Regions from separate parts of the Gossypium hirsutum genome. Here all the other regions are linked to region 1. The links are chromatin contacts, called in public Hi-C maps. All regions are on one chromosome and are shown on one strand. The core of a region is the stretch at or near the end of the contact, and the rest is flanking DNA. Distances in the headings are between cores, read along the strand shown. Region 1 holds the start of LOC121204493 (autophagy-related protein 3). Region 2 holds the start of LOC107929670 (nitrate regulatory gene2 protein). Region 3 overlaps LOC107929673 (cationic amino acid transporter 9, chloroplastic).

Region 1 (3,450 bases), core at 498-2,997:
AATTCAGATGAGGACAACATTTGCAGCCATATCAATCAGTTCAATATTTGAATACACAGCTGTAAAAACAAGGATTCTCAAATACCTACCTCATCATACCCAGTAAGCCACACACGAGGAGTCTGATAGTATTTATCATACCTACAAATTTGATAATGTTTGTCAAGTTTGAGATTTCACAAGAAAATACATAGCCTGAAAATGAATCCTAAGCATGTTGGCAGGCACCAGAATTGTCTTACGTGATGCTGACATCATAGGTTCGGGTCCGTAAAATATTGTCATTATCAGGCTCTTGAGCAACAAGATATGTCGGTTGTAAAGTAGCCTGCATTGATCAGAGACATATCAGATAAGTACACAGACATTTGAACCTCTAAAAGGGAAAGAGAAATTAGAATCTATATCCTTGAGGAGAGGTTGTTAAGCATAAACCTATATCCTTGCACCTTATCACAACATAAATCCCCCCCCCCCCCTTCAAAGGTATTAACCAAGATATGTAATATTAAGATAATGCAGGACATTGGTTGATAAGCTTAGAACTCTGATAAAAGGCTAATCTAAATCAACTGGTTACAAAAAGAAAAAGTTACTCGGCTAGTTTTTGAATCTCAGAAATCATATAAGTTTCTCAGCACTTACCGCATCAGTCTCAACAAGATTGTCAGCTTCTTCATAATCAGCCATGTCGGGTATATCTTCTTCGTCTTCACCAACCCCAAAATAAGAAGGTATTGATCTTACAGCATTCTGCCTTATTTCTAGAGTCTCCATTGAAGGCAGGTTTTCCTCCACATCACTTTTATCTGTCAGGAAGATTAGCCGTGTGAAGTCCACAAATTCATCCTAGAATCAACACAAGCACAACCTCAAGGAAGAAGATAATACCTTTGGGTTTACCATGAGTTGCCAACCAACCATCATTGTCTTCATTATCAAGAAGAACCTCTCCTCCTGCAGCTTCATATTCTTCTTCCACTGACGCAGCCCTCCTTAGGCAGGGCACTAACCACAAAATCACCAAATAAAATTACTAGTACTAATCAGATATGCAGTTCAAAGGAAAATCAATTGAAACAACAAGAAAAGAAAATTAAGTGAGATCGTGGTCAATTTACCATTTCTAGTAATCAAGTATTGCTTTTCGGTCGGTAAATAGGACTTCCTCTTGCTTGGCTCTCCAGATTCCCTAGTATTCATAACAATTCACTGAGTTAAATTGTTATACCATGAATTATGAAGCTATACGACAAATTTTCCCCAAAACTATTAATCCATTAATGTCGATGTATAATATGAAAATATAAAAGGATTCATATAATTCCAAAACTACTAAAGCAAGTTACAAACAAAGAACCAAAGATACATATGTTGATAGTATGGTGAAGATACCAAGACCAGGTAGGGCATTTGGATACGAGATTATCACCGGCCAGGATGAACTCGGAGACGCTTAAAACTCCTTTCTCTTTAAAAGCAGAGACGGTTCGAGGCCCTGTTATTCTTTCCACAGTTCCTTTGAATGCCTCATGAATCCTCTGAGAAAGTACCATATTTTTTCCGAATTTCTTGATTCAATTTAATGTACGATCAAAGGAGAGAGGATATAATCAAAACCCTAGCGATTCAATCGAAGTCGAAGGTTGAAATCCTAGAGATCCCGTACGGACGAGGTAGAGAGAGAAAGGGATCGTCGAATGCGCTTGCGTTGTGGTGTTGTGTTGCGTAGGAGAAAATAATAGCGTGTGGCGTATGAGTTCTATCATCCGTGAGCCCATTGGACATCGTAAACCCGATGGTCTGGCACGGACGGCTGTGATTGGTTAGTCGCATGTGTAGGTTACGCCCCTCAATTAATACTTGGGTAAATTTCGCATTTAATCAGCTAACTCTTGTAAGTTTTCATTTGGTCACTGAAAATAAGAAAAATTCAAATCTAGCACTGCCTTAGATGGTTGGTTCTAGCCACTCACCCTTAATTTGGCTAACGGGGATGTTTCTATACTTTAGTTTCTCAATTTTAATAAAATTTTATTTTGGTCAAAAATATTTCAATTTAGAATTAAAATATTTCATTTTGGTGAGTAATATTCTTTGCAAAAATCCAGGTTTTCTCTCATAAAAATGAAGGTAATTTCTCGCAAAAATGTAAGTTTTTCTTTTTTTACTAGACTAAACTAAACTTAAATTTAAAAATGGAAAAAGTAAAAGAAATTAAAATGAAAAAAAATTGGTTTTTCCTATAAAACCCTAAACTTTTCTCAATAAAAATCTAAATTTTAACTTTTCTCAATAAAAATCTAAATTTTCTTTTCACTACAGAAAAATTAAAATTAATTCAAAAATTAAAAAATAAAGGAAATTAAAAAGATAAAATGGTTTTTACCTATAAAAAGTCAATTTTTCTTTTTTGTAAAAATCCAAGTTTTCTCCTATGAAAACCCAATAATTCAAGAAATCGTTTTATAGATCCTTCCCACCACATTATTCATGGTCTTTTTTCAATTATTTAATGATATTTCAACACTTTTTTCATGTCATTAACACATAATTTTTATAATTTTTTTTACCCTGAACCCCAAACCCCGAACCTTGAACCTCAAACCTTGACTTTTTTACCCATATATTGTAAAAAAATAAAAATTTCGAAAATGGTATCCCAAACCCATTAATTACGGGTATGGGTTGTTTTAGGTGGTGGAGGGTGGTACAGAGGCAACCCCACCAATTTTTTCTGACACCGACAGATTTCTGTTTAATTTTTTTTAAAACAATTTTATATTAGGTGGTACCTTGTTGATTGGCGGCATCAAAAGGCATATCTTATACGGGTCATATAGGGTGTCAGTTTGGTGGTGCCATATTGGCAGGTGACACTAGTGGTGCCCAAATCAAAGGCGACACCCATTTTGAATATTGCTAGACATTAGGCAACAAAGAACACATCTCGAGCATTAACAAGAAACTTAACGAAAAAAAACTCAAACATTGAACGGATGCACGCACAAGCACACCAAAAAAGAAAACTTGTGTATGGTCTAATATGCATAAAAAGTTTTATGTTTGGTTGGTCTCTGGGATATTGTAAGTTCATTACAGCAAAGAGGAGAATCATTAAGTTTTAATGGAAAAGCAATGTATAGGCATGATGATGATTCACTTAACTAAAATCACGACAAAGGCAAGCGCACCTATCGAATAATAGTATAGCTATGGTGAGTCGGGAATATTGTATCCACGAGGACTAAAAGTACTATTACTTACTATCTTTCTATTATCTAGCCGGTAAATTGAAGAAGTTTATTTTTAATCTAAAATTATCTAAACTAATTATTAAGAATTCGACAGAGAATAAAGTAAGAAAATAATTGAATAAACCAATGAGAGAGACAATACCCAGGAAAGAATCCACCTTGACTTCACTTATTATTCTGAATATGAATTAAT
Region 2 (3,450 bases), core at 483-2,982, 390 kb after region 1:
ACATCTAGTTGCCAAGGTCATGGCCGGGTTAATTGGCTTAGGAACTGTGCAAGTAGTGACCATAGGCCATGAAATTGATGATTAAAATGAAAACAGCTACCAACTGTAGCTCCAAAGTTTCTTTCAAAAGATGTTCTTTCTGACAGATTAGAACTACTTTTAGAATTAGAAAGTTCAAATTTGAGTTGGATAATATCTTTATGTGTGTGCCTTTGTTGCTCTGCAAATGCCTGCTTAGTGAAAAGAAGAATTTTTGCTTCCTTTTTAAGCAGCCTTTCTTTTAAGGTTTTTGGGAAGATATAAAAGGAGATTCATTGCAATTTCTTGGTTCACAGCTTTAGCTCCTTTCTTCTACTTTTCGCTGGGAAGCTGGTCATTTCTGCGTTTCTGATATATTCTTTAAGGGGGCTCTTAAATGTGACTTATCTGGTGATCAGAATTGAGCAGCGGGAATTGTTTGATGAATTTGAGGAATGGCATATGCTGCAGGTAACGAAATCTTTCCCTGAAACAGAAAGTTCTCACCCTAGAATTTTTGGGAAAATAAGATGTGCTTTCTGTCAATGCTGACCTGACAAGTAACATGTAAAGTCCTTGGTTCTTGCAACCTGGCTGGCAGCTCAAATGGCTAAGTGGCAGTTGCATAATCTATGCTTTGCTCCTACTGATTAAAAAATTGTATGGAGTTCATTATAGTTGTCATTGGTTTTGTTTCAAGTCTTCAGGAGCACTTGTGTCGCTTATGCAATCAATATTGTCATGGTATGTCTGTCTATTTTTCTTTGTTTTGGCCTCGTATTCCTTGATTGCCGCATGGAAGCTCAGTAACACATTTGTAGGTTTATATGTACTGAGAACTATATTTGTAGGGTTATTTTCCTTGTGTGGTAGTAGCAGACCTGAAATGGTCCTTATTAGTGTTCCTAGATCAGTGGAACATGATACAGCATAAAGTATTAATTCTATCATTGCATTCACTGAAGTCAACTATTTTAGCCACTAAAAGAAACCTCTTAGTCCCTGGCATGACTTTTGCCAATGCAATCATCAAAGAGTTGGTTTAAGATCAAATTACTGCAGTGATTGAACTGCATAATTTTATTCAGTCTATCATTCTTTAATGATAACTACACATATACTGATCGAATTGGTAATAGATAATATATTATTTCATGGTTCAGGGGTTGTATGCGAAACTTGGGTTTCCTGATGACCGGCAACATGTGTCCGACACCTCTTTAGGCGATGCATCACCATGAGAAAATGAAGCTGAGCTGCTCTTCTTCTTCATCATAGCTTTGCTTACTTTGGATAAACGATGTAGTAGCAGAGACACACGTATGACATACCATGTGCCTGTTGAGCTAGGCAGGGGTTCCTGTCAGGTAAAAAAGGACCTCTCCAATCCATTCCAACTAGTAAGCCTTTAGCTCTAAAATGTCTTGAAAAGGTTCTTATGACTTGCGGTGGCTGTTTGGGTGCCTCTTTATGTGAATTTGTTTTGTTTGATTTGAGAAAATAGATCCTTTCTTTCTTTCTTTTTCTTCTGCTATGCTAGCTGTTTGCCAAAGAAAACGTGGTGGGACCTAAACAGCACCAAAAATGTCTCATACATAGCACATAAATACCCCCACGGTCTGTGGGGTCAGAAATCAGAATGAATGGTTGGTTGCTTTTGCTTCACAATTTGTTTATCTTAATATAACTCCCTTCTCTTTGATCTTTTTATACTTATATTGTAAACCACAATCCCTATTTGTCCTTTTTCCTTTCTATTTCCTGTTTTCTGCAATGAGCATGACCAAAACTCCATCTTTGGATGTTGGATTTTGAAAGTAAAACAAAGCAAGCATCTATTGTTTCAGTACCGTTGTAAGAAAAGAAAGCTTTGTGTCAAGATGGTTACGTGAGGACAGCGTTAGGGGCTTTGGAGACTTTTGGGGGGGGGGGGGGCTAGTCTGAGTTGGAATGTACGGTGAGTGTCTGAAATTACTGTGATTAAAGAATTTGAGGGGACTTTGTTTGTTAACCTTTTTCTATGTAGGAACTGTTTAATTTCACGCCTCGTTTTGACTTGAGGGCATTGAAACAATTGAAGTGTTTCTATTTGTTTGATATGCTGAATCCAGATTGATGCGGTGGCTGCCTTTAGTTGTAGTAGTGAATGATTTGTGTTTTAGAAAATTATAAGACCAAATTGTCAAAATTTACTGATTAATCGCGTTTCTATTAGCTATTTTGTCTGATGAAGCTAAAATGACTCATTTGGGTCTACTCTTAGAAACAATGTGGGTCCAAAATTATGTTAATCTAATCCGGGCATGTCCACTAAAACGATATAATAGAAAAACATTAAGATAATCAAATCTAGAAAAACGTATTCCTTTTGGGAAGATAACAAGTTCCATCTTTTTCTTTCGACTTTTAAGAACCTGCTTGGATTCTCGTTCTTGGACGCTTGCATTACAGAACCCAAAGCAGGAGCGATATAATATTTCTATACCATATGATATATGTACATCTGTGTGCAGCTTTTAGTTTACACTTGGAGAGCAAGAAGATTTGCCTCTGTTGTACTTAAAAAACAACTGTTTCAAAATTCTGGAAAATCTTTTAAAGGTACTTTTACGTTTGTTAATTAACTGCAAGTAGAAACAGATGTTTGCTGCATGTGTGTGGCTTAGCTAGTGAGGTGGGGAATTAGAATGGCTTAAGCAAGAAAGGATCTTTCACACTGTTAAAGGCTTCGTTGTTAATGGTTACATGGGCAAACTAAAAGTGTAGAATCAAAAGGTAAAATGAAGAATTAACACCAATAATAAGAAGAAAAGAAAAGACAAGAGAGGTTGGGTTGGGTCCAGTTAGAATATGGAAATAAAATAGAAAAGGATGAGGGAAAGTAAACCTCCCACTTGGTTTATTTTTGTTTTTAATGAACGTTGCTTTTCTTTAAAAGGATCCACTCATGGTCGAATTTTTATGTTACTCTTCCTTTCTATGCTTTTTAGTTGCACTGCTTTTGTGCATCTTACTAATCAGTTCAATTTTTGCCGATAAAATCTAATTTAGTTTTAATTGGAACGTAGCATACTTCACCAGTTGATGAAGATGAAAGAGATTCAATATTTTCAAAGGGAACACGAGTATTGATTCAAATCTCTATAATTACTGCATTTTACAAACAGTTACTATCAACTGCTTTTAGCTTAGTGAGCACAAAATACCCACTCATTTCATTTTTACATATTGTCCTTCTTTCCGCTAGCACAAAGAGGAAATGAATACTTAAAGCAATCATCTCTTTTTCTTCAGCATTTATAAATCTACTTTCACAAGTAATAGGATATAAAAAAGAAAAAAAAATTCAAAATCGTTTTTTCATGTAAATTTCAATTCGCTATATCTCGATACGGTTGTCATCTTTTGCTCTTTTTTCTAAAACAAAGTAAC
Region 3 (3,450 bases), core at 288-2,787, 280 kb after region 1:
ATCTTTACAAAAAAATATGGCTTCTAAATCTGCCTACAAAAATAAAAATTACAATCTGGAAACTCTCATGGAATTGCGTGCCACACGAGTCAACATGCAGCACAGGAAGCTAGTCAATAACTCAAATTGTCCCTGTTGTGGTGTAGGAGCCGAAACTATGGATCATCTTTTTTGCGAATGCCCTATTTCAGTATCAGTATGGAGTGCATTAGCAATCCCAAATCTTCTACAGAATACTAATCTAGATTTCATAAAATGGCTCACCTAGATCTTTGCCCAGTACTCTCCCTCTCAATGCAGACTAATTGGTTGTGTGTTATGAGCCATCTGGGGTGACAGAAACACTTGAATCTATGATAAAGTCAGTAGAAATGGTCAGGAGATAGCAATTTTTGTCAAAAACTATATTAAAGAACAATATGGTGTCGAATCAAGAAAGTCAAAAACTTGGAGGATGTTGGAAAATGGAAAAACCCACCCGGACAGGGAGTGAAAATAAACTTTGATGGAGCATATGATGCGAGACACTTCCAATCGGCTTCAGGGATAGTGGTTAGAAACAGAGAAGGGGTTGTTCTCTTCTCTTGCTTAGAAATTCATCAAGAAGTTCCCTCCGCCTTCGCAGCAGAAGCGGTCACTTGCCGAAAAGCAATCCAGATAGGAATAGAAATGAAATGGTCAGAAATCATCGTTGAAGGAGATTCGTTATCGGTAATAAAAAAATGTAAGGCGAAAAGGCAAGACAAGTCGCAGATCGAAGCATATATTTACGATATTCATCAGGTAGCATCTAGATCTAAGTATTTCAGATTTGAACATACTCTAAGATCAGTAAATGTTTTAGCCTACATACTAGCAATAGAAACGTTAAAGACGAAGGAAGAGATATACCTGGTTGAATGAGTTCCTCGATATGCAGAATAGCAAAAAGTAATTAACAGTGAGCGAGAACCAGACTGAAGATGAAAGAAGATGAAAAGAAAGAAGGGGAAAATGTTTCAAAATGGAGTGTTTTTTCGGTGATTAAAACTCCCCTCATAAATGAAAATGCCTTGAAGAACGGAATGACAGAAAGATAGAGTGATAGGCGTCAGGATTTTCTGATTGGGAAAATCTTCGGTTATAATTATTTTAGTCTAGATTTTTCTTATCTTTTAGATTCAATTTTTCTGATATAGGCCTTTTTAACTTGGGCCTATTTCATGCTCTTGTTTATTTTATTTTTGGACTGATTGTTCTTTTTTTTATTTGAGTTTATAAAAGCCCCATCTGAAGTTTTAATTTCAAAAAAGAAAAAAAATAGAAATTCCAGGTCCAAGAGGTTATCTTTCGAACACACACCTCAAACGTTGAAAGGAGCAACGCACATTCTGGCAACAAAAGCGTGAAGATATAACGTTCTGATCTACTAGATGGAAGAGGTGCCTCCAGAAGTGGAACCTCTCATTACGAATGATAGAAAGGGTATATTGAAGTAGTAATTGGATCTCTATAGAAGACATGTCACGATAGAGGCAAGTAAGAGCGATGAGCTCTTGCAAAAGAGAAATGCAGTTCGAGTTAAACGATGGCGGAGACATAACTCGAGACAAATGTTCTGAGGGGTGAAACTATCTGACAAAGAGGACAGAGAGACTAGTTAAAAATCAACTGAGGCATTGAAACAATTTTGAGACAAGTCAACCCGATGTCATTTTGAAGACGTGACAAGGGCGTTGCGAGAATGGATGGAGGAGAATGTCATGAGTCACAAATCAAAGCTCGTGACAAATGCACATAAAACCTCACATAGAGGTCGACTACTTAAGTGTGACTTATTTAATTCACTTGAACTAACTCGATTCATGAAACATATGAAAAAACCCATCTACTTGATTGCTTGATGAATTGGTGAATCACTCCAATAAAATTAGAATTAACGAGATAATTATTGTAAATTCTAATAAATAAAAATGTATAGAGTTTAAATCCATTAGACTCTCAATTTGTAGATAGACACTAATTTTAGTTATCGATGTAATCCGATATTTACTATTAGATCTTAAAGAACTCAACTATAAATAAAATCTTCCTCTTTCATTAGTAATAATCCTATTATTTTTATTTAGAGTTATAAAATACATTAGAGAATATTTATTCAAACACTTGGTGTGCTATAATTTTCTCATGGCATTTCTATTTGATTCAAATCCCTTTGTCTTTCTGAATTACTTTCACTTTATTTGGATGTCATAGAGAATTTTACTTTTGAATTTTCATTTTCAAGAGGTAGGCGAACTTAAGTGGATTTGAAGCAACCACGTAGCTTACGAAACTAAAATTCTAGCCATGTGACATAAATGTATGCATTGTAGAACAGTCAAACACCACAAGAAGTCAATGATCCACAAATTAATCTGTATCTTAACAGTTGTAAAAACGACAGCTCGAGGAGAACCTACCTAGTTGGTAAGAAATTAAATGTACTGTAGAGAAGACCGTGTAAATACACTTTGTTTATTAGTCAGCAGAGATGCCAACATTTTCTAATAGAAATCTACATCTATGATCACTAATAATTTTATAAGCTGATTGTGCAATAATAGGATGATAGACTACAAGTCCCACCAATAACTATTGGTGACTGTACATTAATGCTCAGTGTCTATCTTCTTCAGGCGCCATATGGTAAATAATTGTCTCATCTAAACGGGGATTAGCATGATACTGTCCATAAAATGCATAAATACCTACAGATACTATGCTGAGGATGATGAATCTGATCCACGCTTCATAGTGCAACTGTGCCAAAAAAAATAGGGTAATTAACACCAGCCGGCTTTGGTCTATAAATTCTTCGAATTTTAACTCCTTTATGAATTGGTTACACAAATTCAATGCACTAATTCAAAAGGATTGTAGTGAGGGCATTTTGCAGGCATACCTGAGCAAACAGGTATATGTTGAAAAAGATGCAAACAGATGGCACAATCGGAACCCATGGACAAGAAAACCCTGGAGGATCTGAATAAGCCTGAGAAGAGTGCATTAATGGGTTCAAAAAATCATATTAAGAGGTTTACCAATTCAGCTGGTCATGTTAAACCAAGCAGAAAGCCAGCATGTGCGCTGTAAATAGCCAAAAGCGCAATCAATCTTAACATTGAACACCATTAACACCATATGTATATCAATAAACACTCCCTTTTTCCTGGCATTGGAAAGGAAAAGTAGAAATCAAATTTATGTATAGATAAATTCATTCACCTGACGGAAACAAAGAGCAGCACAAGCCATTATGGCTATAACCACCGCAACAATCATAAAAATAAAGTGAGTGCCAAAACGATAAAGAACTCCAGCAGCAAAACCACAGCATGCCACTAGGAAAATACATAGGACACCTTCACACCAGGTTGAGATGCACTTTGAAGAAACTCGATTTCCGGTGTTATTTTTCCAGCGAAGCGT

What was found. Hi-C and Micro-C count contacts between places; a contact is called where the count stands out from the background.
Region 2: a Hi-C map of leaf shows a contact between it and region 1, with 1.8 times the contacts expected there. The contact joins the promoter of LOC107929670 here to the promoter of LOC121204493 in region 1. A contact is called at or near these places in 3 of 34 Hi-C or Micro-C datasets (hypocotyl and leaf).
Region 3: a contact with region 1 is called in a Hi-C map of petal, with 8 times the contacts expected there. The contact joins the enhancer-like site here to the promoter of LOC121204493 in region 1. A contact is called at or near these places in 18 of 34 Hi-C or Micro-C datasets (anther, callus, fibers and 4 more).

Annotation. Positions count from the first base shown.
Region 1 is chrA08:106,184,002-106,187,451 of Gossypium_hirsutum_v2.1, forward strand. LOC121204493 (autophagy-related protein 3) reads right to left here and starts at 1,748. Exons shown (of 10, transcript XM_041074344.1): 1 at 1,396-1,748; 2 at 1,122-1,192; 3 at 892-1,008; 4 at 646-809; 5 at 243-328; 6 at 90-141. The coding sequence starts at 1,556.
Region 2 is chrA08:106,577,829-106,581,278 of Gossypium_hirsutum_v2.1, forward strand. It overlaps LOC107929670 (nitrate regulatory gene2 protein), which reads left to right and starts at 1,733. Exons shown (of 5, transcript XM_041074348.1): 1 at 1,733-1,975.
Region 3 is chrA08:106,460,369-106,463,818 of Gossypium_hirsutum_v2.1, forward strand. LOC107929673 (cationic amino acid transporter 9, chloroplastic) reads right to left here. Exons shown (of 8, transcript XM_016861165.2): 6 at 3,247-3,450; 7 at 2,924-3,013; 8 at 2,381-2,781. The coding sequence ends at 2,638. Among protein-coding and RNA genes, the nearest start is that of LOC107929673, 4.2 kb to the right of the region's middle. Within about 2 kb of position 1,538, at least 7 of the 9 cell types and tissues checked have an H3K27ac peak or open chromatin away from gene starts, as enhancers often do. A contact at or near this core is called in fibers and hypocotyl, where this site is marked.